7 separate regions of the Mus musculus genome follow, and regions 1, 2, 3, 5, 6 and 7 are each linked to region 4. The links are chromatin contacts, called in public promoter capture Hi-C maps. All regions are on one chromosome and are shown on one strand. The core of a region is the stretch at or near the end of the contact, and the rest is flanking DNA. Distances in the headings are between cores, read along the strand shown. Region 1 holds the start of Selenos (selenoprotein S). Region 2 holds the start of Tarsl2 (threonyl-tRNA synthetase-like 2). Region 3 has its middle 110 kb from the start of 4930554H23Rik. Region 4 holds the start of Fan1 (FANCD2/FANCI-associated nuclease 1). Region 5 holds the start of Chsy1 (chondroitin sulfate synthase 1). Region 6 holds the start of Tm2d3 (TM2 domain containing 3). Region 7 holds the start of Snrpa1 (small nuclear ribonucleoprotein polypeptide A').

The links. Promoter capture Hi-C pulls out the DNA fragments that hold promoters and counts their contacts. Capture Hi-C pulls out chosen DNA fragments and counts their contacts.
Region 1: a promoter capture Hi-C map of pre-B cells shows a contact between it and region 4, with 2.7 times the contacts expected there. The contact joins the promoter of Selenos here to the promoter of Fan1 in region 4. A contact is called at or near these places in 7 of 39 promoter capture datasets (the 3T3-L1 cell line, the C10 cell line, embryonic stem cells and 3 more), 4 of 484 Hi-C or Micro-C datasets (the G1E-ER4 cell line, cardiomyocytes, granulocyte-monocyte progenitors and 1 more), 1 of 115 datasets of contacts at active chromatin or transcription factors (large pre-B cells) and 1 of 9 other capture datasets (adipose tissue).
Region 2: a promoter capture Hi-C map of adipose tissue shows a contact between it and region 4, with 4 times the contacts expected there. The contact joins the promoter of Tarsl2 here to the promoter of Fan1 in region 4. A contact is called at or near these places in 2 of 39 promoter capture datasets (the 3T3-L1 cell line and pre-B cells), 1 of 484 Hi-C or Micro-C datasets (the G1E-ER4 cell line), 2 of 115 datasets of contacts at active chromatin or transcription factors (astrocytes and large pre-B cells) and 1 of 9 other capture datasets (adipose tissue).
Region 3: a contact with region 4 is called in a promoter capture Hi-C map of liver, with 2.5 times the contacts expected there. The contact joins the enhancer-like site here to the promoter of Fan1 in region 4. A contact is called at or near these places in 3 of 39 promoter capture datasets (the 3T3-L1 cell line and liver), 1 of 115 datasets of contacts at active chromatin or transcription factors (astrocytes) and 1 of 9 other capture datasets (adipose tissue).
Region 5: a promoter capture Hi-C map of liver shows a contact between it and region 4, with 3 times the contacts expected there. The contact joins the promoter of Chsy1 here to the promoter of Fan1 in region 4. A contact is called at or near these places in 1 of 39 promoter capture datasets (liver) and 1 of 115 datasets of contacts at active chromatin or transcription factors (large pre-B cells).
Region 6: a promoter capture Hi-C map of pre-B cells shows a contact between it and region 4. The contact joins the promoter of Tm2d3 here to the promoter of Fan1 in region 4. A contact is called at or near these places in 4 of 39 promoter capture datasets (the C10 cell line, erythroid cells, liver and 1 more), 1 of 484 Hi-C or Micro-C datasets (CD4 T cells) and 1 of 9 other capture datasets (liver).
Region 7: a promoter capture Hi-C map of pre-B cells shows a contact between it and region 4, with 4 times the contacts expected there. The contact joins the promoter of Snrpa1 here to the promoter of Fan1 in region 4. A contact is called at or near these places in 4 of 39 promoter capture datasets (the C10 cell line, liver and pre-B cells), 2 of 484 Hi-C or Micro-C datasets (the G1E-ER4 cell line and cardiomyocytes), 1 of 115 datasets of contacts at active chromatin or transcription factors (large pre-B cells) and 1 of 9 other capture datasets (adipose tissue).

What each region holds. Positions count from the first base shown.
Region 1 is chr7:66,077,888-66,081,120 of GRCm38.p6, reverse strand. Selenos (selenoprotein S) reads right to left here and starts at 1,472. Exons shown (of 6, transcript NM_024439.3): 1 at 1,332-1,472; 2 at 655-789. The coding sequence starts at 1,407.
Region 2 is chr7:65,643,416-65,646,933 of GRCm38.p6, reverse strand. It overlaps Tarsl2 (threonyl-tRNA synthetase-like 2), which reads right to left and starts at 2,036. Exons shown (of 19, transcript NM_172310.2): 1 at 1,720-2,036; 2 at 613-681. The coding sequence starts at 1,989.
Region 3 is chr7:63,334,731-63,338,286 of GRCm38.p6, reverse strand. No RefSeq gene overlaps it. Among named protein-coding and RNA genes, the nearest start is that of 4930554H23Rik, 110 kb to the left of the region's middle. Within about 2 kb of position 1,971, at least 3 of the 459 cell types and tissues checked have an H3K27ac peak or open chromatin away from gene starts, as enhancers often do. A contact at or near this core is called in liver, where this site is marked.
Region 4 is chr7:64,372,238-64,375,896 of GRCm38.p6, reverse strand. It overlaps Fan1 (FANCD2/FANCI-associated nuclease 1), which reads left to right and starts at 1,841. Exons shown (of 14, transcript NM_177893.4): 1 at 1,841-1,962; 2 at 2,143-3,636. The coding sequence starts at 2,394.
Region 5 is chr7:66,107,110-66,110,897 of GRCm38.p6, reverse strand. It overlaps Chsy1 (chondroitin sulfate synthase 1), which reads right to left and starts at 1,406. Exons shown (of 3, transcript NM_001081163.2): 1 at 671-1,406. The coding sequence starts at 987.
Region 6 is chr7:65,692,095-65,695,372 of GRCm38.p6, reverse strand. It overlaps Tm2d3 (TM2 domain containing 3), which reads right to left and starts at 1,956. Exons shown (of 5, transcript NM_026795.3): 1 at 1,804-1,956; 2 at 46-230. The coding sequence starts at 1,894. Gm33234 (a long non-coding RNA gene) reads left to right here and starts at 1,931. Exons shown (of 2, transcript XR_391545.3): 1 at 1,931-2,522.
Region 7 is chr7:66,058,839-66,062,479 of GRCm38.p6, reverse strand. It overlaps Snrpa1 (small nuclear ribonucleoprotein polypeptide A'), which reads right to left and starts at 2,144. Exons shown (of 9, transcript NM_021336.4): 1 at 1,788-2,144; 2 at 209-356. The coding sequence starts at 1,869.

The DNA of each region.
Region 1 (3,233 bases), core at 223-2,722, 1.7 Mb before region 4:
AGATTTTCCTTGGGCCTAATGACAATTAGCACTCTAACCATCAAAAGTTGATTAAATAAACTGCTAATCTACTGCCATAGGACATGACAACCTACCCAGGCTGGCTTGGAGATTTTCTGTCTAGTGCCTTTGAAACCATAAGAGCTACCAGCCTGAGAATGGACTGTCATGCTTTGGCAAAATATGCCTCTAGATTCTTTAAAAAAATGGGCTACGGGGTTGATGAGGGAAAATGATTGTAAAAGATAACTCTGCTCTGTCACGGTTTATCAATGATGGCTAAACTTATGACTACGAGGAAGCTAAAATACATCTGGGGACAAAAATATGATCTATGAATCCATCCCTGTCTACGGAGTGCTGTATAAAGCAGCACCCCACTTCCAGTCAGTCAGGTGGCAAGATTCCCAGGACCCCAATGCCTGATCCCCCCACCCCCACCCCCGCCCCTTGACACTTCTTGTTTCCTCCACAAGACCTGGCCATCTCCAGGGACTGGTCCCCATGCACCGAACAAGATGTGCATTGAGTATGCTATACACCATCACGGAGTCTTTGCATCTCAATAAAAATCTTTCAAACCTCAAAGGCATGTCTTGCCACCACCCACTAAGTAAATGACAGGCGCCTTCATTTCTACCACATGGCACTAACCCAGAACAGTCTCGGCTTGGTCCAGCTGTCTCTGCCTCAAAGCCCTCAGTCGAAGGGAGAGCCTCTGGATGACAATGTAGAGTAGGATGCAGCTGAAGAGGATGTACCAGCCATAGCTGGCCAGCAGGGAGCCCACTGGGGGGAAAAAAAAAAAAAAGAGAAAGAAACCAGTTTCAGAAATGGTAATAGCATTTTTTTCAATAATACTCTACAAAAATAGTCATAGCTTCTTCTTTCAGAACCTTCACAGTCTAGCTGGAAATGGACTCCTAAGAAGCGAATCGCTGGGTACAGAAACTTCTCAACTACAAGGGGACTCGGGAGTAGCCCGGAGGGTGCAGAGCCCAGCAGCTAGGTTCTGAAGGACTAAAGGGGACGTGTCTATCTGATTCAGGAAAGCAAAGGCCATCCAGACTCCGTGAGTTACACTTTGTTAAGGAGTGAGACAACAGTGTGTTAGTGTCGGGTAGAGTGAAACGCCGGGCGGAGGACTCCACTGCAAAAGGAAAATGTTAAAGGGACTCCCGTGAGCCAAGTCCGCGAGCGCCCGCCCAGCTAGGGCGACTTCGAGAAAGGTGAGCTCCGGCCCAACAAGCAGGCTCGGCCAGTCCGCGGCGTTAACGCCAAGCCTCCTGGAGGCCGACCCACCGAGCATGGCGGCGCCCGCCGCCCCTGACCTGTCACGTGCAGGAATCGCAGGCTCTCGGTCTCCAGCGCCGGCCTCGCGGACAGAGGTTCCTCATCGCGATCCATGGCGGCCACCGCCACCGCCACCAACGACAAGCCCGCTGCTCCTCTCTGCTCTGCGCTTCCGGTTCGGCCCTATGTACACGTGGCGCTCACTGCCGTGGCGGTACTGACCTATCGTGGCTCGACCTACCTCGACGCTCGACCAATCACAGGGGGGGTGTGACCAGAGGGCGGGGCTGAAAGATGCCCAGGCGGAAGCGCGTTTGACTTTCAGGGAGGAGCTCGCAGCTCAACTCGGCATAGCTCGGATAACCGATCTTGTATTTGATACTGATTGGACATTGAGGCTCAAGAGATTTGAAACCTCCTGGAGATGAGATTTGAGTCCCGCCCTTGTCACCGGGCCCTAAAGGTTTGCAGCATAGATTCCCCTCCCCTAACGTGCGGAAAGCGATCTACTTAGAATTCCTTTCTTCTGATCCACTGTCTCAAGGGAAGGAATTAATGTAGTAATGACTTCAACTTAGGCTCTTATGTGTTACATTACCACAGTTTTTGTAATGGTTCTCTGCAACATACTAGGAAGGCAATAAAGGAGATAGCTGCGATTTGAAAAGGAACTGATGGAATCAAGTTTCCATAGATTAATGGGATTAAGAAGGTGAGAACTCTGTGGTGTTTAAAGGTGGGATCCTTTGGGAAACTACTATATGAGGTCAATGTGGGTGTCCCCAGAGAAAAAGAGACTAGATTTCTGTGCACCCCACCGTGAGATGACTCAGCCTGAGGAGCCTGATGGAATCTATACGGTGCTGTACCAAGCTTGAGGACTTTGAATCTCCAAAATGGAAATAAAACTCACTGTGTCATAAAAACTAGTCTGTTAAGGATCTTCTAATTCAGCGACTCCATCTGGGGACATGGGAGAGAAAAGCCTGGAGTCACTTCACATTATCAACCACCTTGAAAATAGACTTTGATGACTGGATATGAAGCTAAGAATATGAAGATAGCCATGAATTTGCTGATTTTTTTTTTCAGACACAACATGGCTTTTTTAAAAAATTGCTAAATTTTTAAAGTTTTATGATTTTAATAGTTTTCTCAGTGGTAAAAAAGGATCAGTTTAATTTTTTTTTCTTTTTTGGTACCGATGACTGCCACCCCACCTCTGAGGCCAGTTTGAACCCTCTCTCTTTGCTTAAGGTGATTTCTCACATCATACAGAGCAAGTGAAACATCTGGTTACGAGAGAGGAGGTTGCTCATTTGCCTGTTGATCCAGTCCCTTAACATCTGCAATCATGATGATGAAATAAGTAATGTTTAGTTTCATTAAAAGACAAGGTGGAGGGGAAATGTTGGCACACACCTTCAACCCCAGCACTCAGCAGGCAGACACAGGTGAGTCTCTGAATTTGACGCTCAGGACAGTGAGGGCTACACAGAGAAACCTTGCCTTAAAAGCCTTTAATCCCCGCACACTGGTTAAGAGGGGTTAGTTTCATTAAAAGAGGAGGTGCTGGCTCACTCCTTTAATCTCAGCACTCAGGAGGCAGAGGATGGCTGATCCCTGAGTTAGAGGCCAGCTCTGTTTACAGGGTGAGTTCCAGCCAGGGCTACACAGAGAAACCCTGTCTTAAAAAACCAAAACCATGCCTTTAATCCCAGCACTTGGGAGGCAGAGGCAGGCAAATTTCTGAGTTCAAGGCCAACCTGATCTACAGAGTGAATTCCAGGACAACCAGGACTACAGAGAAACCCTATCTTGAAAAAAACCAAAAACCCAAAACCAATAAAAAGGGAGGTGAATGGATAGGATCAAAGTACATGATACACAGATAAAACAGTGTAATAATGAAATCATTATTTTACATAGTCTTAGCCAAG
Region 2 (3,518 bases), core at 787-3,286, 1.3 Mb before region 4:
GTCCTTAGTCTGTCTGACCTCTATAGCCAGAGTAGTACCTTTGAGGCTAGGTACTCCTCCTTTGGGCCTAACAAGTGCTGGGTCTCTATAAACCCTTGCTGGTAGAAGCAGGAAATATGACGTCAGAACTCTATTATTTCACCTTTAAAAAACGTGGAGAAAGTGGGTGGTGGTGGCCCACCCTTTAATCCCAGCCCTTGGGAGGCAAAGGCAGGTAGATCTCTGTGACTCTGAGGCCATCCTGGTTGACAGAGAGAGTGTCAGGACAGCCAAAGCCTTGCTACACCATGTAACATTGCATAGATACACTGTAAATAGTGGGAGAGAGAAATGTCCATGGGTATAGTATTCAAAGACCTTAGGTAAGAGGGACAGAGAAGGCCTGTTTCAAGAAAAAACAAAAAACAAACAAACAAAAAAAGAAAAAACTAAAACAAAAGAAAGAGAAAAGAAAGAAGGAAAAGAGTAGAGAGCCCTTGAGCCAGTGGCTAACTTGACTCTAAGAGGTTACTGGTGTGGTCCAGACAATTTCACCAGTAACTATGTCCTTACCCTACGTCCCGCAGACCCAGGATTACTAGTGAACATTCCATTTCTACAGCAGCGACTTACCTCCCGGCCAGGCTCACTCTGCTTCAGCCTCTTCTTCTTTGTGTCCTTCTCTTGGTTTTGGGTAGGAGGCTGAAAGATAATGGGAGGCAAGAGCAGTACATGAGAAACCCGGGGAAGGAGGAAACCCAGAGAGCTCACGGCAGGGCCCATGGTTGGAGAGTCCCGGCTGGGCTGTGGGAACCAGGATCTACTTATAACCCTCAGGGATCTGGTTTCAGAGTTCAGCCCTATCTGTCCGAGCACATTAAAACTGGGGGTGTAGCTCAGTAATAGAGCACTGCCCAGTATTCACAAGGCCATGGGTCCCATAGCCTGCAACACACACAGTCTCTGTGTCTCTCTGTCACTCTTCCCTAAACTTTAAACAAATAATGTCACTGGAAATTGTGGCTGCCACCAGACTCTTATTCATTGCACTATTTCATTAGATGTTGCCAGAGCAAAAACAAAACAAACAAACAAAACAAAAACCAAAAACCCCTCAGTTTTAGAAAGCCTTTAGAACTTAGAAAAAAAATTCTTCTAATTTGTTACTTAATAATCTTCTAAAACATGAAAATACTGTAATCAAATACTTCTGTTAAATATACAGATCACATATAGGCCTCAAAGCAAACCACCAAAATAAGACAGTAAAAATAACCTGTCTTCAGATAGCACAGAACCAGCCAGCAGAGAGAATAGAAACTGTTAGGTCCTCTTCTCCAAGGATACTGTGACTCTTAAACACTGAAGCGGCCTTTTAAAAAGTTTTTATTTGAGACAGCGTCTTCTCATATTGCCCTGGCCGACCTGATTCTCAATATTTACTCCAGGCGGGCCTTAAATTCTCAGCCATCCTCCTGCCTCAGCCTCCAGAGTTCTGGATTAGAGGCATGCACCTCAGTTTGATCTGCTACTGGAGGGAAAAAATGTTGTTTGCAGTCTGTCCAATGAAGAGCTGAGAAATTATACCAGCTGGTCAGTTAGGAGGTTGGTGGAAACCTAGCGGTTCCCCAGGCCGTGGGCAGTGGGCAGGGCGCGGGCGGGGACACACCCTGCAGCCCTGTCCGCACCCGGGTGCAGAATTGGAACCCGCTGAGTGCGTACTCCTGGGCCGCCGGTTACCTCGTGCGCCGCCGCTCGCCCGGCCTCGGTGCGGCGCTGCTCCGCCAGGCGCAGCCGCAGGCCACACAGGCGCTGGTGCAGGTCGCGGTTCTCCGCCTGGAGCTGTGCCACCTCGCGTGTCAGGCGCGGGCCCTCGGCTTGGCCCCGCTCGGGCCCGCGCAGCTGCTCGTCCCTCAGGCGCTGCACCTCCGCGCACAGCCAGCGGATGTCCTCCTCCTGCCGCTGCAGGCGCGAGGCCACCGCCTGAGCCGCCAGGGCCTGGGCCGCCATGGTAGCTTCCCTGTGCCACCTGAGCCCGCCAGCCCAGCCAGAGTGACAAGGAGACGGGGCGGGGCGGAGCTGAAGGACTTCGGGAGGCGGGGTGAAGTGGGGGTGCATCACTATATGGGGCGGGGCGATGGAGGAAGAGGGGCGGGGCTGGAGCTGGGTATCCCTGCATGGGGCGGAGCGATGCACGGGCAAGAGGCGGGGCCATATCGGGGCAACTGTGCAGAGGCCAGGCGATGGGCAAAGAAGAGGGGCGGGCTATAGGATAATGAAGGGCGGGGCAGGAGTGATGGGAGGGGCAAGGGTAGGCATCATTTCAGAGGAGAAGCGATGAGACAGCGCGGCATCATCGCTGGGGAAGATGAGACGGCTGAGCAATGCTTCATAAAACAAGGAAAATGGGCAGGGGAGTGTGGCAGGGAGCACGGGCAGGAACACGGCCAATGTTGGGTGCACTGCAGGATTGAGAACTACGCTCTGGACCTAGGCAGCAGGAGTGGGACCACCGGATGGGCATCTTTAGCGTTTGGAGGCATGTCCAGGTGCTACTGGAAGTGTGTTCAGTCTAATGAAACTGGAGTTTGAGATATTGAAGCCCAGAGGAGGTGCGTCTCTTGACCAGATTGTCCAAACCGTTAGCAAAGCCTGATGGATTTCTTTCATTCCCCTCTTAAATTCTTGCAGTCACCACACTGTGCAAACAGGTTCTGAAAAGCGGCCATTGAAAATAGACCTTCATGCCAAGGCTGTGCAAATACAGTGGCACTTGGCAAGGACACACAGAAGAGCACTACAAAAACTTCAGCCTGGCCAGCACAACATTGTTCACTATTTGAGTCTAGAGCAAATGCTGTTTATAACTGTCTTAAGATTATTTTAAGTAGAAACATTTGTGCTATCGGACTTTGGAAACAGTGGTCCGCAAAGAATTAAGCTCTCATCCTGGAGCAGGAAAGGGCTGAAGCCCTGCTGCCCCCTGGGGGAGGAGTTGCCCTAGGAATTGCTGGACAGACTGGAACTAAGCCGATGATGGAGCCACACCTCCACCACTGGCCTCTACTTAAACTTAAACCTCATATTAGCACCCCAATGACGGGCTTGGGGTAGGTGGCTGAACCCCTGTAGCTGTTCATCTTCCCACTGTAACCACAATGAATAAATCTCCTTTCTCTGCTTTTTATTGTTAACTGTCATTTTAATTGGCATGTTTCAGAGGGTTAGCTGAGCTTATGTCGTTGAAACTTCCAGAAGCCAGGCTTTGACTCTAAAGACTCCAGTAATAAGTTCACACATGACTTTGTTTCTCTTATAACCATGAGCAAGAAGCTTCCTGTGGCAAGAACAAAAGTTGGCTTTTACTGTTCTTAAGTTCCTAGAATGTGCCAAGACATGAACGAAGCGATTTGGAAATAGTCACTTCTTAAATCTTCATTAAAAGAGATGATACCATTATACCCATGTATAATGCAGAAACTAAGGCACAGAGGGTAGCATTTAGTCAAACATGTCTCATGATGTAATCTAGGTAATGG
Region 3 (3,556 bases), core at 722-3,221, 1.0 Mb after region 4:
CATAGACTTTCACAGTTTCAACAGAGACAACTGTCTATCCTGTGACTCAAGGCCCTTTTTAATTGTAAGAAGGAGAAGAAGAAAAGAAGAAGAAGAAGAAGAAGAAGAAGAAGAAGAAGAAGAAGAAGAAGAAGAAGAAGAAGAAGAAGAAGAAGCAAACTACATACTTCCAACATGTAACTGCACAGATTACACCATGCTACAGTGCTGGGGATTGCTTTGGCTATTCAGGCCTTCTGTGCTAACATGTGAATTTTTCTTTATAGTTCTTTGGAATGTTGATGGTGCTTCTGTTGATCTGTCAGTCACTGTAGCTAGTTTCATGCAGGGGTAGGGCCTGGAGAAGGGTGGATGCAAGAGTGTCAAAGGGAAGGAAGGATCAGGCACGAGATGCCTTGTGCTTTATGAGAGACGGGAGAGAAGAACCACATCTTGGCATGGCTTTTCTGACTCTGATGACTTTTGTCTCTTTCAAGCTTTATTTAAACATAAAGTAATTTCCTCAGAAATTTTATGCGTTGATTACACAGTTTTTCAAATACATTTTCTTCTAAAATCTTCCTTGATTACATAAGAATATTGAAAGAAGAACAAAGCAAGCAAACAGCAATTTTATAAGAACTAAAAATTAACATTATGATAAAATCAATTTTCTTTAAACTCAATATGTTCTTAAGATTGGTGTCGTAAAACCTAGCGGTTACAGAAATGCTAGACAGAATGACTCTGTCTAAAGTTGATTTGTTTCAATTTGGCTTAAGATTAATAGATCAAAAATTATTTCCTGCTACCTATTTTATCAAACAGCTTTCTATAGAAGTTCAGCCCTTATTTAATTCTTCTTTCCTTCCTTTATATTTCTTTTATATTTGACATAAGACCACTGTCCACTGTCCTTTTTCTTTGATTCTTTTTTGTTGTTGTTTTGGTTTTTTTTGTTTTTTGTTTGTTTGTTTGTTTGTTTTGAGACAGGTTTCTCTGTGTAGCCCTGGCTGTCCTGGAACTCACTCTGTAGACTAGGCTGGCCTTGAACTCAGAGATCTGCCTGCTTCTACCTCCCCAGTGCTGGGACTAAAGGCGTGTGCCACCATCGCCCAGCCTTTTTCTTTGATTCTTAAAGTATAGTCTATCCCCTTTGCTTCAGCAAGGGCAGTCTATCAGTGAAGTTCTGGTCTGACAAGTCTGTTCAGAAGGCAGGCAGTTCCCTGAGCCAGGATGCCTGCCTCGGCGTCTCTGCCTTGAACCCTTGTTTCAATATGATCTCTATCTTTATTACAATTCTGTAACGAACAGAAGAGGATCAGGGTTCCTAAAACTGCCTACTTTTACCTTCAGGAAGGCACCAAGGCTTGTCATAAGCTTGCACGATCAAAATCTCTTCCTATACATACAAGTTTCTTGTTTCTAAAGTTGAACATTAAAAGCTTAGTAATTTAATTACAGCTTGTCAGTTTCTAAAACTTCCCTAAGTTTTTCTTCTTTAATAACTCTTCTCAAACCCTTTTCCCCATGCTTACTAACAACACTCTTTAGTGATCTGAATATATATTGAAGTAATAAGTTCTCAAGAAAAACTCAGTTTTCTGCATAACTGTTTTTTCCCCAGGGAACTTTCATTGATTTCATTCTTGTTTTCACTAGCATTTTGTTACCTGAGTCTAGCTTTTGGAGAGAGGCCTTTAACAGCAAGAAGCATAAATACAACAAAAGGTGTGCAGCAAATATCCATCAAGGGCAGTGAGGATAAGGAGATTAGAAGGTAAAGAGAATAGAAGGTAGAGAATATAAGAAAATTGGGGGTCAGGAAGTCTTGCACAAAATGTGTCTAAGGCCAACCAAGCTCATTAGGAAGAACAACACCTTATATACTATTTCCAGGGAAGAAATGGGACAGTCAACAGAAGCTGTCATATAATGGACAAAGTCAGTAGGAGGTTAATCAAATAATGTTTCACAAAGGGAATACCGGGTATCCCAAGAGCATTATTGAGCAAGAGTGCAAAGGTCTTTGGACTAGTAACTCCAGTCTTTTTGAGCGGGGTGTGGGGAGGACAACTTCCCAGGAACAAAGACCTTAATTCCTTTGCCACCCAGGCCTCAGCCTCGGACTGACCTTGCCAAGTTGGCTCTGGAGCAAGGACATGGAGGAGAACTCCTGAGACCTCCTGGGGTTGGTCTGGCTCTCAATGCCTATTACAGCCACTTTATTAAACCAGTCTAGTATCTAACTGCATTGTAGCTGCATATCTTTACAACCATAGAGGAGTGTAGTTCTCACTTCTCAACAAAGAAGTTTCTTTTTGCAGTTGGCTGATATCATTACAAATATCTACAACTGGTCAAAATGCAGAGAACAAAGGATAATGAAGTACCCAGCCCAGCTGATACATCTGCAGCACAGCCCATGCATCCCAGGCAAAGGGGACATCAGAGAAGAGAGGATGGAAAGATTGTTAATAGCAGAGGACCAGGAAATCTGCTGTGAGATTGTGCCTCCACGAAATGACAGCAAATCTTCACCTATGATACCTCAACAAATATGGTCATCTAAACAAGAACTGAGCAAGGACAACACCAATAGATATAGTAACATGAAAGGGGAAAGTCTCTAGAGGACTCACCACCAGATGAAGGGTTTCAGACAATTAACTGCTGGTTAAAGGGGAGAATCCGTGTTCTCCAGGAACATGGCACTGTCAAAAATTACCCAATACCAAATAGCCAGTTCTAAGCACAAATACACACGAGCTAACACTAGAGTGAGAAGAGTGCATGTGACTTGTTTAATGCTTACTGGTGGAAACTTTTTGTCAGTTGAGATACTCACTGCTGAAATGATTCTAGCTTGTATCAAGTTGACATACCATTTAGCCAGTACTTTGGAGTCAGCTGCAAATGCAGGTTGGGTCCTAACATACTTAGCAGAGCTGGCCACTAGGTGGAGCATACACACAGGCCAGATCTGAAGAGCTGAGTGACTCAATATGAAATTGACTTGATATCAGAAGCACAGCTCAAAATAGGCTGTGGGTGTGGGTTTCATGTGGGGAGATCCCTTCATTTGTATGTAAACCCACTTCACAATCATATTTCAGAGCTGGGATAAAATTTTAAGGTGCATGATGATGAATACTGGTCTGACAGAGATTTTTTTTTTTTTTTTAAAGTAGCAATTGTTAGGGTAAAAGCTTGAAAGGAATGACCGGCCGGCCTGCTTGCCTTCCTTCCTTCCTTCCTTCCTTCCTTCCTTCCTTCCTTCCTTCCTTCCTTCCTCCCTCCCTCCCTCCCTCCCTCCCTCCCTTCCTTCCTTCCTTCTTTCCTCTCTCTCTCCCTCCCTCCCTTCCTCCTTCTCTTCCTTTCTCTCTCCATCCTTTCTCCCTGCTTTCTTTCTTTCTTTCTTTCTTTCTTTCTTTCTTTCTTTCTTTCTTTCTTTCTTTCTTTCTTTCTCTCTTTCCCTTTCCCTCTCCCTTTCTTTCCCTTTTACCTTCCCTTTCCTTCCAGTATCAATACTGTATCCAGAACCTAGGTTAGGCAAGTGCTCCACCACTGAACTACA
Region 4 (3,659 bases), core at 592-3,091:
CGCTTTGCTCATAACCAGCTGTCTGTGTACATAGTGCTTTGACTTCTTGATTTTCTTCTCCCACTACTGTGTCTTCTTTCACAAAACAGCACCTTCATGTGTGTGGCTTACACCTTCCCCTGTAGTTTTGGTTTCTTTAAAAATCCAGTTAGGTTATATGAATATGTTTTTGTTTTAATCCCAGGTGTGGGATACGGGGCTGCTTCAGATTATATACAGCTGTGAAATATTACTGTCTTCTGTTGGGGTTAGGGGGATTTTACCAGTTGCAGATAGTTTACTTCTGGGACTCTGGAGAGGGTCTAAATGCCAGAGCCCGGAGAGAGCCTGTGGTAGCTGCTGCTCCCCATGCTCCTGCCTCTGCTGCTGTTGCATCTGCTATTGCTGAATTGCTGGTTTGCTGGACTGCTGGATACTCTGATGAAGAAGGATGGACGACCCTCAGCAACAGAAAGTAGCCTATAGAAGTCTATGCCTCCTTTCCCCTCTAATATTCTTTCCTACCTAGCGTTAGGGAGGTGGAAGGGAGAAGGGTGGAATAAGAGATGGAACTGAGGTAAAGATATGAGAACCTAATGATGTAATACAACAAATACGCCAACATTTTCCCCTTTGTCCATTACGTTTTCTTCTTTCTTCAGTCCCATTTGCTCCGGCCCAAAGATGTATTTACTGTTACATGTAAGTACACTGTAGCTGTCTGCAGACACCCCCAGAAGAGGGCGTCAGATCTCCTAACAGATGGTTGTGAGCCACCATGTGGTTGCTGGGATTTGAACTCAGGACCTTCAGAAGAGCAGTCAGTGCTCTTAACCGCTGAGCCATCTCTTCAGTCCCAGCCATTATATTTTAACACATGAGTTTGGGGGCCATTCTCTGACTATGGCCCCACTAATAGGACATTTAAAAATCTCCCCAAGTTGGTGTTTGTTTCTGAGACAGAGTCACACTATGCAGCCACAAGAAGCCTTGTAGACCAGGCTGCCCTCCATCTCAGATCCGCCTGCTCCTGCCTCCCAAGTGCTGGCATTAAAGGTGTGTATCACCACGCCCAAAAACATCCTAAATTTTATTCAAAATAGGATTTATCTTTTTCCTCTGAATAAATACTTTTGAGTAATTATCTCATCTCCCCACACTTTAAGGTGTTAGTTTTAGCAGTGATTTAACTATTACATAGTTTGTATTTTTGTGGAAATTTTAACAATTTGCTATACCAGGCTCTTGTATGTGCACATAGTTAGGAACTACATTTTAAGTCTAATCGGACTAGTTTTACCTTTAAAGTATATTAATCATGACCATTTCCTGTCATTATTGACCTGATTTATTTGGTTTTTCTATTTATTTTCTCTCTGTTCATCTAACTTTCTCTGGTCCTTCTTTCATGTCAAGTCAAACTAATCATAAAATATTTATCATGATTAGCGTATCATAGCGTTTCATTAATTTTTAGTTGTGTTAGGAATGCTGGGTGAGATGACGGCATGGCTTTAATCCCAGGACTCTGGAGGCACAGGCAGGATGATCTCTGAGTTAGAGGTGATCCTGGTCTACAGAGTGAGTCTGTAGGTCTACAGAGAAACCTTTACTCAAAAAACAAAACAAAAAGGGATTACCACCACAACGGTTAATGTTCTGCTACCTTAGTGTAAAGCTCTTGAGGTAGTAGAGTACAATCATGTCACAGTTTCCTCAGTCTACACACTCCATTTCTCTTTTGGTCCGCCTTCTGCTCGATCACTCTGTCCTCCACTAGCTGAGCCTTGGAGCGAAGACGCGGGGATCGGCTGGGGATGCCTGTAGCGCCTTGCTCTGGCTGGTCCGGGCTGCGCAGAGCGACTGCCCGCCTTGTGGCCCTTTGAGAGCGACTCAGCCTGTTCCGCTGCAGTGAGTTCAGGGGAGTCTGAGCGAGTCAGCGTCCTCTTTTTAAGACAAACGGTTCTTAGAAAGGCCCTGAAAGTAAGTGCAGCTTGGTCCTTCCGAAGCGAGGGACACAGAGCATGCGCGGAGCTGCAGGTCCGCTCCGATCTGTATCCACTTCAGGGTTCTCGTTCCAGAAGTTGCCATTCTACGTTTCAGTTGTCGGCCGACCCCGTAAATGTATAAAAATATTTTTAACTCATGTATTTTATTTTGTAGGAAGAAGTTGAACGAATAACGACATCAAATGCTATTTCACTTTGTATTAGTTCACGGCGAGAGTAAAAGTAACCCTTTAGGGTCCTTCACCTGGGGTGGCCGCTGTATTAACTGATGAGGAGGTAGCAGGGACCCTTTTTTTTTGTTGTTGTTTTTACTAATTCAAGCCAAGTGAATGAAAGTAAAACATTTCGGTCCTTACCTGAGATGACCTGATTTTCTTCTTGGGTCGCCCACTTTCTCTAATAGTCATGCCGTCACAAAGGAAATCACCTGATCAAAAAAGACCCCGTAGAAGCTTATCTACCAGCAAAACTGCAAAAAGCCAGTGTCATTCGATTACTTCGTATTTTAACAGTGCACCACCTGCTAAACTTGCATGTTCAACTTGTCATAAAATGGTGCCCAGGTATGACCTCATTCGGCACCTTGATGAGTCTTGTGCTAACAACGGTGTTGGTGATGACGTTCAAGTAGAGCCTGCTCAGGCTGGATTAATGAGTCCAACTGTGCCTACATCAGATTTACCCAGTGGTCCTTTAGAGAATGTGACACCTCAGAAATTATCACCACCAAAGAGAAGTTTAATTTCTGTCCAATGTGGTTCAAAACTGGGCATACAACAGCAGACCAGTCCCTACTTTAAAGATGCCTTAGTGTCCAAAGATCAAAATGAGCTTCCAAATCAGAGTGTAGAAATTATGCCTTTGGGAAGTCTGACATCGAAATTGTCCAGACGATACTTAAACGCTAAAAAATCACTCGCTAAGAATGAGGGACTAGCCAGTCAGTGCCCACAGACTTCTCCGTCCACACCTGGCACCAGCCTGACTGATAACTGTCCAGAGATGGAAGACAAAGATGAGGTTTTGAACAGTTCCCAAAAGGAAAACATTTATTCATGTGCACCTCTAAAAGAAGAGAATGCTTCAGAACAGAAGGTAAAGAACAATAAAATAACGGGAGATGAAAGCCAGAAAGCTTCCTGCGGGGAGCCAGCCCTCACCCCTGCATCTGCAGAGCATGCTTCCATATTACTGTCCTCAGATTCAACTCTCGTCAGTAACACGAAATCCTCTCCGGGAGACACTCTTGTAAAGCAAGAAAGTGCCAGAAGGGCAGATGTAGGGCTTGCTGAGCCGCTCGAGGTGCGCAGTCACAAAGAAGTACAAATGACTTTCGATGCTGCGGCCAAAACGCTGGTGTCTGGGGAGGCAGAATCAAATGGTCCTACCGATGTTGACATGTCTGACATGACTACGTGGAGTAACAACCAAGAGCTTGTCAGGGAAGCTGGCAGTGTCTTACACTGCCCTCTGGAGCAGGGGTCCAGCTGCGGTGGCCCCAGTGAGACAGCTCAACTGGCACTGAGTCACCCGTACTACCTGCGGAGCTTCCTGGTGGTGCTGCAGGCCCTCCTTGGGAACGAAGAGGACATGAAGCTCTTCGATGAGCAGGAGAAGGCGATTATCACCAGGTTTTACCAGTTGTCAGGTACCTTCGGCCTGTTGGCTTTC
Region 5 (3,788 bases), core at 157-2,656, 1.7 Mb before region 4:
CAGCTTTGGCTAATCCCTTTGTTAATCCTGAACATGATCGCTGCCACTTCTACTGACTCCTTTAGCCTACTAGGGCCCAGTTACTTCCTACCACGCATACGCCTTGGTGGCTGCGCTGGGGAACACCAGGCTGCAGTCTTACAATGACTAAATCGATCACACAAACTGTTTTTCCTCAAGGTTCTTTTTCTCTACTTAACAAACCAGAGTGTTGCTCAAAGGCAGAGTGGAAACGCTCACCAAAAGTGAGAATCTTAAAGTACAGTACGGAGGAGCCCTAGCCAGGTTAATTTAAGCGGGCTCTCCCTTCGAAATGACAAAGTGCCTATTTTAGAGACTCAAATTATAACTCTGCCTCCACTATCGCAGGTACAACATTGAATTTCGCCACCACCTTATGGGGGAGACTCGTTCCTTTTAACAAAGAAGTCTTGAACACAGAAAGCTTACGTGTCTCCCTGGAGATGAGGTTGAGAGGCACACACACTGAGGCCAGCGTACTCAATCCCAAAGCCTTGCCCTTGAGAGATGCTCACCATCCTAAGCCCTGCTGCCTTTGCGCTGAGCCGCTGGCAGCTACCAGAGAAGCCTCCGGGGAACCCGTAACGCCGCCCGCCCGCCAGCCAGGATGCCGGATGCAGGCGATGGCATCCACGAAAGGGGGGCTCACCTGTAGGCGGCCACGGCGCGGGTCTGCAGGTATTTCTGGGCTGTCATGACTCCCACGAAGAGAAAGTTCCTGTCGCGCGGGACGCCCTCCGCGGCCGAGCCCTGCGGCCAGAGCTGCGCCCCGCGCGCATCGCCGCGCGCCCCGCCGGGCTGCGACGCCTCCTGCCCTGGCCGGCATCCCTCGGGACTGGGGCGCCGCCGCGGGCCCACTCGCTTCAGCTCCGAGGCGCGGGGCAGGACGAGCCGCGAGGCCAGCACGAAGCCCAGCACGAGCCCGAGCAGCATGCTGAGCCAGGCGCGCCGGCCGCGCGCGGCCATGCCCGCGCCCCTCCGCCCGCCGGGCCGCTGTCCCGCTGTCCCCGCCGCAGGCTCCGCGCGCCCTCAGCCCACCGCCCCCGCCCGCGGAGGCCAGCCCGCCCTAGCGCCGCCAGGCCCGGCCCGGGCAGCGCCGCGGCCGCCGCGGGCCCGCCGCGCCCATCGCGGCTCCCGAGCCGCCCGCAGGCCCCGCGCCGGCGCTTTGTTCCGCGCGCCCGCCCGCACCGCCGCGGCCTGCGCCTTTAAGAGGGGACCATGCCCCGCGCGCGCGGCCGGCGACTCCGGCGCGAGGCGACAGCGGCTCCCGCGGCTCGCGTCCCCCGGCTGGCTCGGCTCGGCTCGCGCTGCGCCCGCCCTCTCGGTGCCCTGCGCCGCCTCTGCAGCTGCACATCCTCCGGCTTAGCGCGCCATTGCAAAGGAGCCCCTCACGTCACGCACCGCGCGTTAAGAAGCGGCCCGCCGGCGGCGTGCCGTGGCCCCTCTCGGGATCCGTCCGCGCCTCGTGATTGGCGCAAAAGTGAATGGGGGGCAGTTCACGTGGCCAAAGTTTAACCAAAAAAAAAAAAAAAAAAGCACCCGCCCCGCAGTCTGCGGCCAGGCAGGAGGGGCGTGGGATAGCATCGACGACAGCGGGGCGGGCGTCCCTCCAACCCCCACTGCCCGGTACCCGCGGCCACGCCCCCGTCGCCAGCATTGGGAGCCGGCGGTCCGGCACCGCACGTGGACTGAGTTGACCGGCTCCCCAGATGCCCCGAGAGCCGCCACGCCCTTCCCTCCCCGGGCCGACCTCCCGACTCGGTGGCCAGGACAGCGGGGTCCACACTGCAGCTTTGTACGCTGCAGGCGGGGCTGGAGCCACACACGGCCACAGTTCACCTAGGAACGCTAGGGGATTTGCGGGCTGGGGAGCGAAACGTGAATTCGCTAAGTAGCTAGGGCTGCCCTCGAACTCAGAGAATCTGAGATCTGTCTCTGCCTCTCGAGCGCTGGGCTTAAAGGCGAGCGGCACCAAGCCCGGCATATTAGTTTTTTAAATGGATATTGAAGAGATGGGTGGGTGAGTTACCACTAGATGATAAATACCTGTATTTAGTCCCAGTGAGCAGAGAGCTGGTTAGTACCCCCCTCACCTAAGTCTGTCAGTATTTTTAAGAGTAGATTTATAAAACGGATATGGATTGTGTACGTGGTGTGGGGGATGGGTTCTCGGGAGCCATACACCTAGTTTTTTGAAACAGGATCTCTTACTATTCTGGAGGTCTCCAAGTAAGTTAGGCTCGCTGAATGGATTTTTAAGTTGGATACCAGTTTCCCTATATTTGCTCTGTCTTAACTTTTATACGTTTTGTTAAAAACGAAAGCCCTTCAACTTGGGTGCCCACATGACAAATGTTTGTAAATACCAATTTTATTTCTTAGTCACCAATGTGTTAGGATTATAATCGCAAAGTAGCCACTTGGACCTGCTCTAATAGAGCCCAGGTGCTAGCTGAAGCTGCAGATCGTTTTGAACTCCAGATCCTCTTGCTTATGGAACTGGAGTCACCTGAATTCCAGGCCTGTGTGCTACCAGCCCTGGTGCCAGGGATCAGCCACTGGACCTCTGATACACTGGGCCAGTACTCTATCCTCTGAACTACGGTCCCAGAGCCTAAGAAGTTCTCATTTAATCAATCAAAGAAACAAACAAAAAGATAGAAAATGGGGCTGGAGAGATGGCTCAGCGGTTAAGAGCACTGACTTCCAGAGGTTCAATTCCCAGCAACCACATGGGGGCTAACGACCATTTGCAATGGGATCCGATGCCCTCTTCTGGTGTATCTGAAGACAGCGACAGTGTACTCGTGCATAAAATAAATAAATATTAAAACAACAACAAAACAAGAGTGCTTCGAGTGGGGTGGGGTGGGGTGGGGTGGGTGGATGGGCAGCCTATTCTTGTAGCTCCTTTTCATGATTAATAAATCAAACAACAGAAATATTCCAGTTTAAGCCACAAAGCTGTGTGAAGCACAGTCCTCCCCACCACTGAATGGTGGCTACTCCTGTTTATTCTTTGGATAGTACCACTTTCTTTGACACGTGTGATTTATTTCAAAAATAGTTCATCGCCTCCCCTCCCCTGACTCTCCCTGTAAGAGATGGTCCACATCTAAGGATAAAATATTCATTGTGTAGTGAAGACCAGATTCCAGCAGTGGTCTCTGGGAAATACAGGACACCTAGCCATGAATTACAGGCTGGGAAACCATAGAGAAAGGTTCCAGTAAGACCATAACCACAAACACCAAGACGTCACCAGAGCCCCCAAGTTCAGCAGCTGCCCCATAATTCATAATTCACACTGATTTACATAAAGCGCAAATCTGGCAAGACACAGATGTTGGACGCTGTGACATAGTCAATGCCCTCACTATCTTCAAGCCTGCTTTCGACGGGTCTATATTTTCTAAACTTAAGTCCAATGAAAAGACAGGAATGTGTGTGTGTCAGGAATTTGCTGAGAATGTTGAACATCTTGTTCCCAGCTCCCCGCTTCCTAGAAGTCCGTCAGTTACCAAGTCAACAACTGATGAATAGAGAAGCTATGACCCTGCGTCGCTCCTCAGAGAGTTAAAATTACTACATTTATTCAGTGTGTGTCTGTCGTGTTCATGCTCATGCTATGATACCCGTGTGGCGGTCAGAGGGAAACTTTGAGGAGTTGGTTTGCTCTCGCCACTCTGTGGAGCATGACAATCGCACTTAAGTCATCAGGCTTGGCAAGCACCTTTACCTGCTAAGCCATCTTGCTAGCCCCTTGT
Region 6 (3,278 bases), core at 707-3,206, 1.3 Mb before region 4:
ATGTTATGATGCATGCCGTTGGGAAAAGTGAACTACAATACTTACGACACAGGTAACAGAGGGCTTCACTGTGCAGTCGAACGTGACAGGCTTCCCGTAAGTGCAGGAGACATTGGTCGCACATTCTATACAGTCTGCAGGAAGTCTGCTACACAAACCATTGCTTGGACACTTCGTCATGTAAGGAGGGATTTCAGTACTTTCTGTGAGGTGAGAGAACAGCTGATTCTCTACGGATGGTGAGCAAAAGAACAGTGAAAGGCAATTTTCAATGGTGGCGAGATCAATCAGCAAGGACACATGTGCTAGAATGCAAACAGCTTGGAGTTGGGGTCAGTGACACCTGCAATCTAAGAGGGTTTCTGTCACCAGCTGGCTGTGACCTGCTAACTGGTGTGATTAGTAAAACGTCTCTCCTTCCTGCTTCCCACATGGCCATGAAAACTATAAGTGCTCATTGAGAGACAATGTGGGCCCAGGTCAGACCCAAGAGCTATTAGCACAGAGGACAAACTAAAGCTTGGATAAGGCAGAGTCTATGCAAAATACCAGAGGACATGTTGGACAGAACTGGAACCAGAACACACAGCTCTCCAAATCCAATCCAATGTCCTTTCCAGCAAAAGTTACTGATGGAAAAATGAAGCCCGGACACGCCCCCTTCGGCGCGCCCCCACCACAAAAATGACAACACCCTCAGCCCTCCAATTCTAGAAAATACTGGTGTTAGTATATACGTCGAAATAAAAATCTGTGAAATGCCTCTGCCAGTTTCAAGTCCAATCCCTGAAATAATAGGACTCCAAACAGATGAACCTAAAGAGCTAGCGGACAGTTAGCAAAACAGGAATACTTGGAAGTGACATGAAGTGGCTAACGCTATAAATACCATTTCCCACTATTGTTCCTATCTCCATGTGGCCCGAGGTTGGAAGGTTCAAATCACAAGGCTGAAAAGGCCTTAAATCAAGATAACTACAGTGGCTGCAAAGGTGAGGAAACAAAGATCCCTCAAAGCCCGATCTCACCCGGATTATCCTCCAGGTATCTATCCAACCTTCTTAACCCAGCACATCATATAACATTAGGGAAGCATTGTAGAGTTCGGTGTTTGGTTGGTTGGTTTTTAACTCAAGGGAAAACAGTACTGGCTAAAGAACTGGAAGAGAGTGGAAAATAAAAAATAAACAGAAACGAAGAGTCCTGTAAGGCTGGATGAAGAGGTAAGTCATAGATTTCAAAAAGACCAAAACTGTCTACTGAAAGCGGCTGTCTGCCCTTAATTTACATATCTAAACAACACCACATCTAACAGCCAAAACCAAAAGGCGACTTCTTATACTAAAGAAACCTGTATCGAAAACAAAGGGGGGCGGGCAACTACTCCTTATAAATATGCACATTTACTAGAATAGAAAACGTCTAGTACCTGCTGCCCTGGGAACTACAGAGAATGTACGTGTTGGGCCCGGATCCTTTATTGCCTGAGCCAGCGGCTGCGAATGCTCTAAATTTAAGGATCCTACAATTAGAAAGGCATGTTATCATGGGATAGGATACCCTTGGTTTGTGTGCTTAACAGGTAGGGGCTGCACTGGGCATCTACGGCTCAAGAAACGGAAATGACGGGGTCGACTGGGGTTCTGGGCTACCGACTCAGGGAACACCGGTTTTCGGGGCGGGCTGGAGCGCAGTGCTGCGGCCTCGGGCTGCGGCGCCCAGGCGTCGGTCGCCGGCCTCCTGCGGCTCCGGGGACCCCCTTGCCACCAGCTCACCCGGTGCGGCCCCCAGCCTTGAACTCACCATCTCCCGACAGAATGTAGCACTGGGACAGGAAAAGCAGCACGCGGGACAGGTGGCGGACAGACCGCAGCGGCTCGGCCGCAGCCTCCATTTTTGTCGCTGCGCGTGCGCACTTCCGGGCCAGGAGGCGGGGCTGTGGTGGGGGCGCGCCGAAGGGGGCGTGTCCGGGCGCGGCCCGCAGGCGCACTGCTGCGGGGCGCCGCCGGCGGGTGTCATTGCTTCCCAGCTCGGAGGTTGGGTGGTCTCCTTGTCGCCGTGCTCTGAGTGCTGTTGGCCAAGGGAAATGAATGAAACTGGGGACCCGCAGCAGCAGGAAGTAGCTCGGACCAGAATAGCCCCTCACTGCCTTTGAAGAGATGCCCTTCTCTTTCCATTGGGAGTCTGGGAAACGGTTGTGATGCGATGTGGTTAGCCCATTTTAGTTCCGCTGACCCATGAAGCCAGGGAAGCAGCTCCAAGAGTCCCATGCACCAGGACCCAGGGCTCCTGCCTTAGGTTTTACCACAGCCTGTTGGGGGACACGCGGAGTTTAGAGTTCCTCTGAGACTGGAAAAACAGGTTAGGTCTCAGGGCCTGGGACAAGAGCCAAGTGTGTGGAATTTTCACGTAGGAGCAGAGTCCAACCCCAAACTGGCCAGGAGAGCAACCTCGAGGAGGGGGAGCTGCTCTCTGCAACCTACGTTGTTTCTATGGCATATACTTCAGGAAGCATGCTGTTGGTATGTCTCTCTCTGTTGACTTGCACTTTGGGGTCCCCAAATTCCCACTTGCACATCTGATAAGTGAAAAAGTACATGAAATGGTGTTCGGCGCACAACAATCCTGCAGTAAATGTTAGCTTTAAAAATGGTTACAATTCGCACCCTACACCCTCACACTGGTTTCATCTATGATGCTTCACTCTTCATGTTCAGGAGAATCAATAATATATCAAAGACTGATGCTTCTCTGCATCTAATTTGAATTCTGCTGCACCTAGTGAAATAAATCTGTAACTAATTTCTCTTTGGCATAACGGTATTTTAATTAAGTGCCAAGACAATAAGGTTGAAATCGGAACTACAGGGTCTGGAGAGCTGAGTCGGCAGTTAGGAGCACTGGCTGCTCTTCCAGAGGACCTAGATTTGATTCCCTGCACCCACCTGCGGCTCACAATCACCCAGAACTACAGTTCCAGGAATCTGGCACCCTCTTCTGACCTCTATAAGCACAAGACACTCTTGCAGTGCCCAGACAACAGACAAAATACCCATGCACACAAAATAAAAATAATTTAAATATATCAGAAATGCAGTCCAGAGGCACAGACAGGCAAATCTCAGTGAGTTCTAGGCCAGCCAGAACTACATCGTGAAACCCAGTCTTGATTTAAAAAAAAAAAAATCAGAAATATACTCGATTCAACATACAAGTGAAACACCCCAGGAAAGCAGTGGTTCAACTCCAGGCAAGCGTCCAACAATGGAACATACCGA
Region 7 (3,641 bases), core at 895-3,394, 1.7 Mb before region 4:
CAGCTCAGGACTATCTGTAAACCTAGCTCCAGAGAAGCCAAGGCCCTCCTCTGGCCTCCAGAGGCACTAGGAGGGTGTGTGGTACCTGCAAGCAAAAAACTAATATACATTAAAACAAAACAAAACAACAACCAAAACCCCATTATCTTCAGGGTACATTAGAACACTTACTTAAGGGAAGAAAGTATTCTCACTAGCAGTCACTCACCAAATTCTGTTGTTGTTCACTAATAATGTTTTCAGTCTTCTCAACAAAGGGAAACCGTCCAGTTTCCGGATCTCATTGTCAGAAAAATCAATAGCATCAAACTGGTCTAAGGTGGCACCCAGATTCTCAATAACCGGAATTTTATATCCTGTAGAGGGAAAACATACATACAACAAATATTAATATAAATGAAAAGTCCTGAAAATCGCAGGAGTATGTGATGGAATTTGACTCAGCGCTCCCATTCGGGAAGTATTAACCAGGCACTAGCACCATGCCGTGCACTGAACAAAAATAAGGTAAATGACGAAAGGGTTAAGTGGAGGCCTTAGTGCTACAAAGCTTGAAGTAAAACTGAAGAGGCTGAAGGCAAGAGGAAGAACAGATGGGCATATTTACTAGTATTGGTGCCCATGGTTTATTAAGAACGTCTATGAGGTATTCACATTCGTCACTGAGCTAGGTACTATAAGGAAGGACACAACCCAGCTGTGAAGGAGTGCAATAAAAGATATGGTAGCAGAATAAGCATTCTCCAGACTGCACGGTTTTCAGAGAGACAGCAGACATCAAAACTGTGCCAAGACAGTGAAAGGACCCAGATGCTCCTGAACCGGACTTTTCTCCAAGAAAGTTAATTTCATTCAACAAACACAAAGAACACTAGGATTTCCCATAGGCAGGAAGAAACTTTCAAAAATGGCAGTGCACAGCGCCCCCGAGACTTTGATTGCCTCTGGTCACAGTCTTATAATCTTAACCCCTTCCAAAGCCATCTCCTGAATAGTTAACGATTACCTCTCAGTTCTATGTTTTAAAAATCAAGTGCTACTTCTGTCAGAACTGAACAGGTGAGTTCCGCCACCCCACACACAGAAGTGACCATTATGCCACGGTCAAACAGCTCAATCTTGAAAACACCAAATTATCCGGGGCTGCGGGTCTGGCTCAGTAGCGCGAGTGCTTTCCTGACAGACATGAAACCCTGGGCTCATCCAAAGCACCATATAAACGTGGTGCAGGCATTTAAACCCAGCTCCCAGGAAGTGGAGGCAAGAGGGTCCGAAGTTCGAGATAAACCTTAACTATATAACGGTTTGAAGTCAGCTCGGAATACACGAGACGTTGTCTCAAAAACAAATGAACAAAACCAAACCGGAATTATTGGGGCAATTAAGGTAACTCTGGTACATATCCACCCTACCCTCAGGTGCCACATTAACGCTTTTGCTAAAAAACAAACAAACAAACAAACAAACAAACAAACAAAAAACACCAGCCAGCAGCCGGCCTGTCCGTAGCGTTTTCTATTTTCCTAGTCCTCCAACAGTTAAAGCTGCTCGATGAGCGGGGCAATGCCTAGTGAGTACGGTCCGGGGAAGGAATCGAGGCGCCGTGTTTGCTAGCCGGAACGCCGGTAACAAACAGCCCCAAAGGGCCCTGCGGGACGGTGGATCGGAGGCGCCCAGCCCGGGTGGAGGCCCACGGGCCAGGCTCCAGCCTCTGCGCACGCGGCGGGGCTGGTTTCCCGCAGCCACGCGCCGGGGCCGGAACACAGCCCGCGCTCCGTCTAACTCACCCCGGAGGTCCAGTTCACGGTCCCGTACGGCATTTGTGTACTGCGCCGCCTGCTCGATCAGCTCCGCCGTCAGCTTCACCATCCTGTCGCAGCCCGCGGACCCTCACCTCCGACACCAGCCTGCGCCTCCCGCCAGTGCCGTGTCCCACAGTGCACCGCGCCTCGCCGCCAGACAGCACCAATCGTATCCCCGCGCAGCTCGACCGCCAGGCTAAAGCAATCGAAGACGTAGCCCCCGTGTCTTTGCTTCTGGGTTCTGGGCTTGAGCGTGCCTGGGAGTGTGGGGAGCCCAGATTCCAGTTTTTTTAATCCAAAAGATAAGAACACGCGAGGGATGCTCTGTCTCACGTCAGTGAACCTCAAGGGAGGGGTAGTTGGGACTACTCTCCCTTCTCCACCCAACAAGGGGCGGAGACTGTGAAGTCTCCTGAAAGTCAAGTTCCTAAATGTCTAACTTGGGCTTCCGCAGGTAAGGGGCAGGACCCGTAGGCTGGATTGCCTTAAAACAGAACCCTTCTGACCTGGTACAGTCACCTTAAAGCTTGAGGGTGAACTTGTAGCCTGTAGACATTTAGGTGTTCATACCAAAGCGCTGGTCAGGTGGCTTAGAGGTTAAGAGCACTTGCAACTTTTGTAACGGACTTGAGTTGGCATTCCAATATCCGTCTGGACACCTGACAACTGCTTGTAACTTCAGCCTCAGGGGATTTGCCGTCCATTTCTAGCCTCCTCAGACACCGGCAACCGCAAACACACACACACACACACAAATAAAATAAACCATAAGTGATATTCATATTGACTAGCTGTGATGGAGAATGCCTTTAATCCTAGCAGTTTGGAGACAGAAGGAGGTGGATCTCGGAGATAGAGGCCATCCTCGCCTACAGAGCCAGTTCCAGAACAACCAGGGATACACAGAGAAACTCTATCTCAAGCAAACAAACAACACCAAAAAAATTCATACGAAGTGCAGGGGAATACACATATCAGAAATTGCCATGTGATGAGTGCCCCACAGTGAATACAATATACCTGCAGAGCCTTGGCCTCTGTCTCCAAAGGCTTAAATGCACAAAATCATGTGCATATTTTTTTAAATCATAGCTTACTAATTAATGTACATGCCCACCTGTGTATACGTGATGACCCCTTCAGCCCTAGGCCATCAACTCCAACTGAGGCTGCACCTTCACTAGTGACCATCCCTGGCCTCTCACAGTGCCAAGCCTTAAATGCACGAAATCATATGCGTATTTTTTTTAAATCATAGCTTACTAATTAATGTACATGCCCACCTGTGTATAGGTGCAGGGGAGGCTTCAGCCTAAAATTCCCTGGAGCTGGCCGTTGTGATCCTTTGGACATGTGTGCTAGAAGTCAACCCCTGGTCCTCAGCATGAGCAGAAAACACTCTTAAAAATACTTTTAGAAATTATTTGTTATATCTCTGTGGTTTTGGGCACATGAGTGCAGATACCCACAAAGGCCAGAGGTGCCAGATACTCTGAAGTCGGGGTTACACGTGGTTGCTGGGATCTGAACTCTGGTCCTCTGAAAGAGCTGTACACACTCTCTTACCTGCTGAGTCATGGAATGACTGACCTGAGAAGGAACTTGAACAGCTCACTCTCCTGCCTCCATCTTCATGTGCTAGGATTATTGGAGTGAGTTTATGTAGTGGTGACCCCTTCAGCCCTGGGCCATCAACTCCAACTGAGGCTACACCTTCACCAGTGACCATCCCTGGCCTCTCACAGTGCCAAGCCTCAGCTGCTGTTCGTAATCCCTTTGTGCCTTCAAAACTAGCATCACCTGGGTGATTCTTATACATTACCAAGTCCAGCTGCAGCA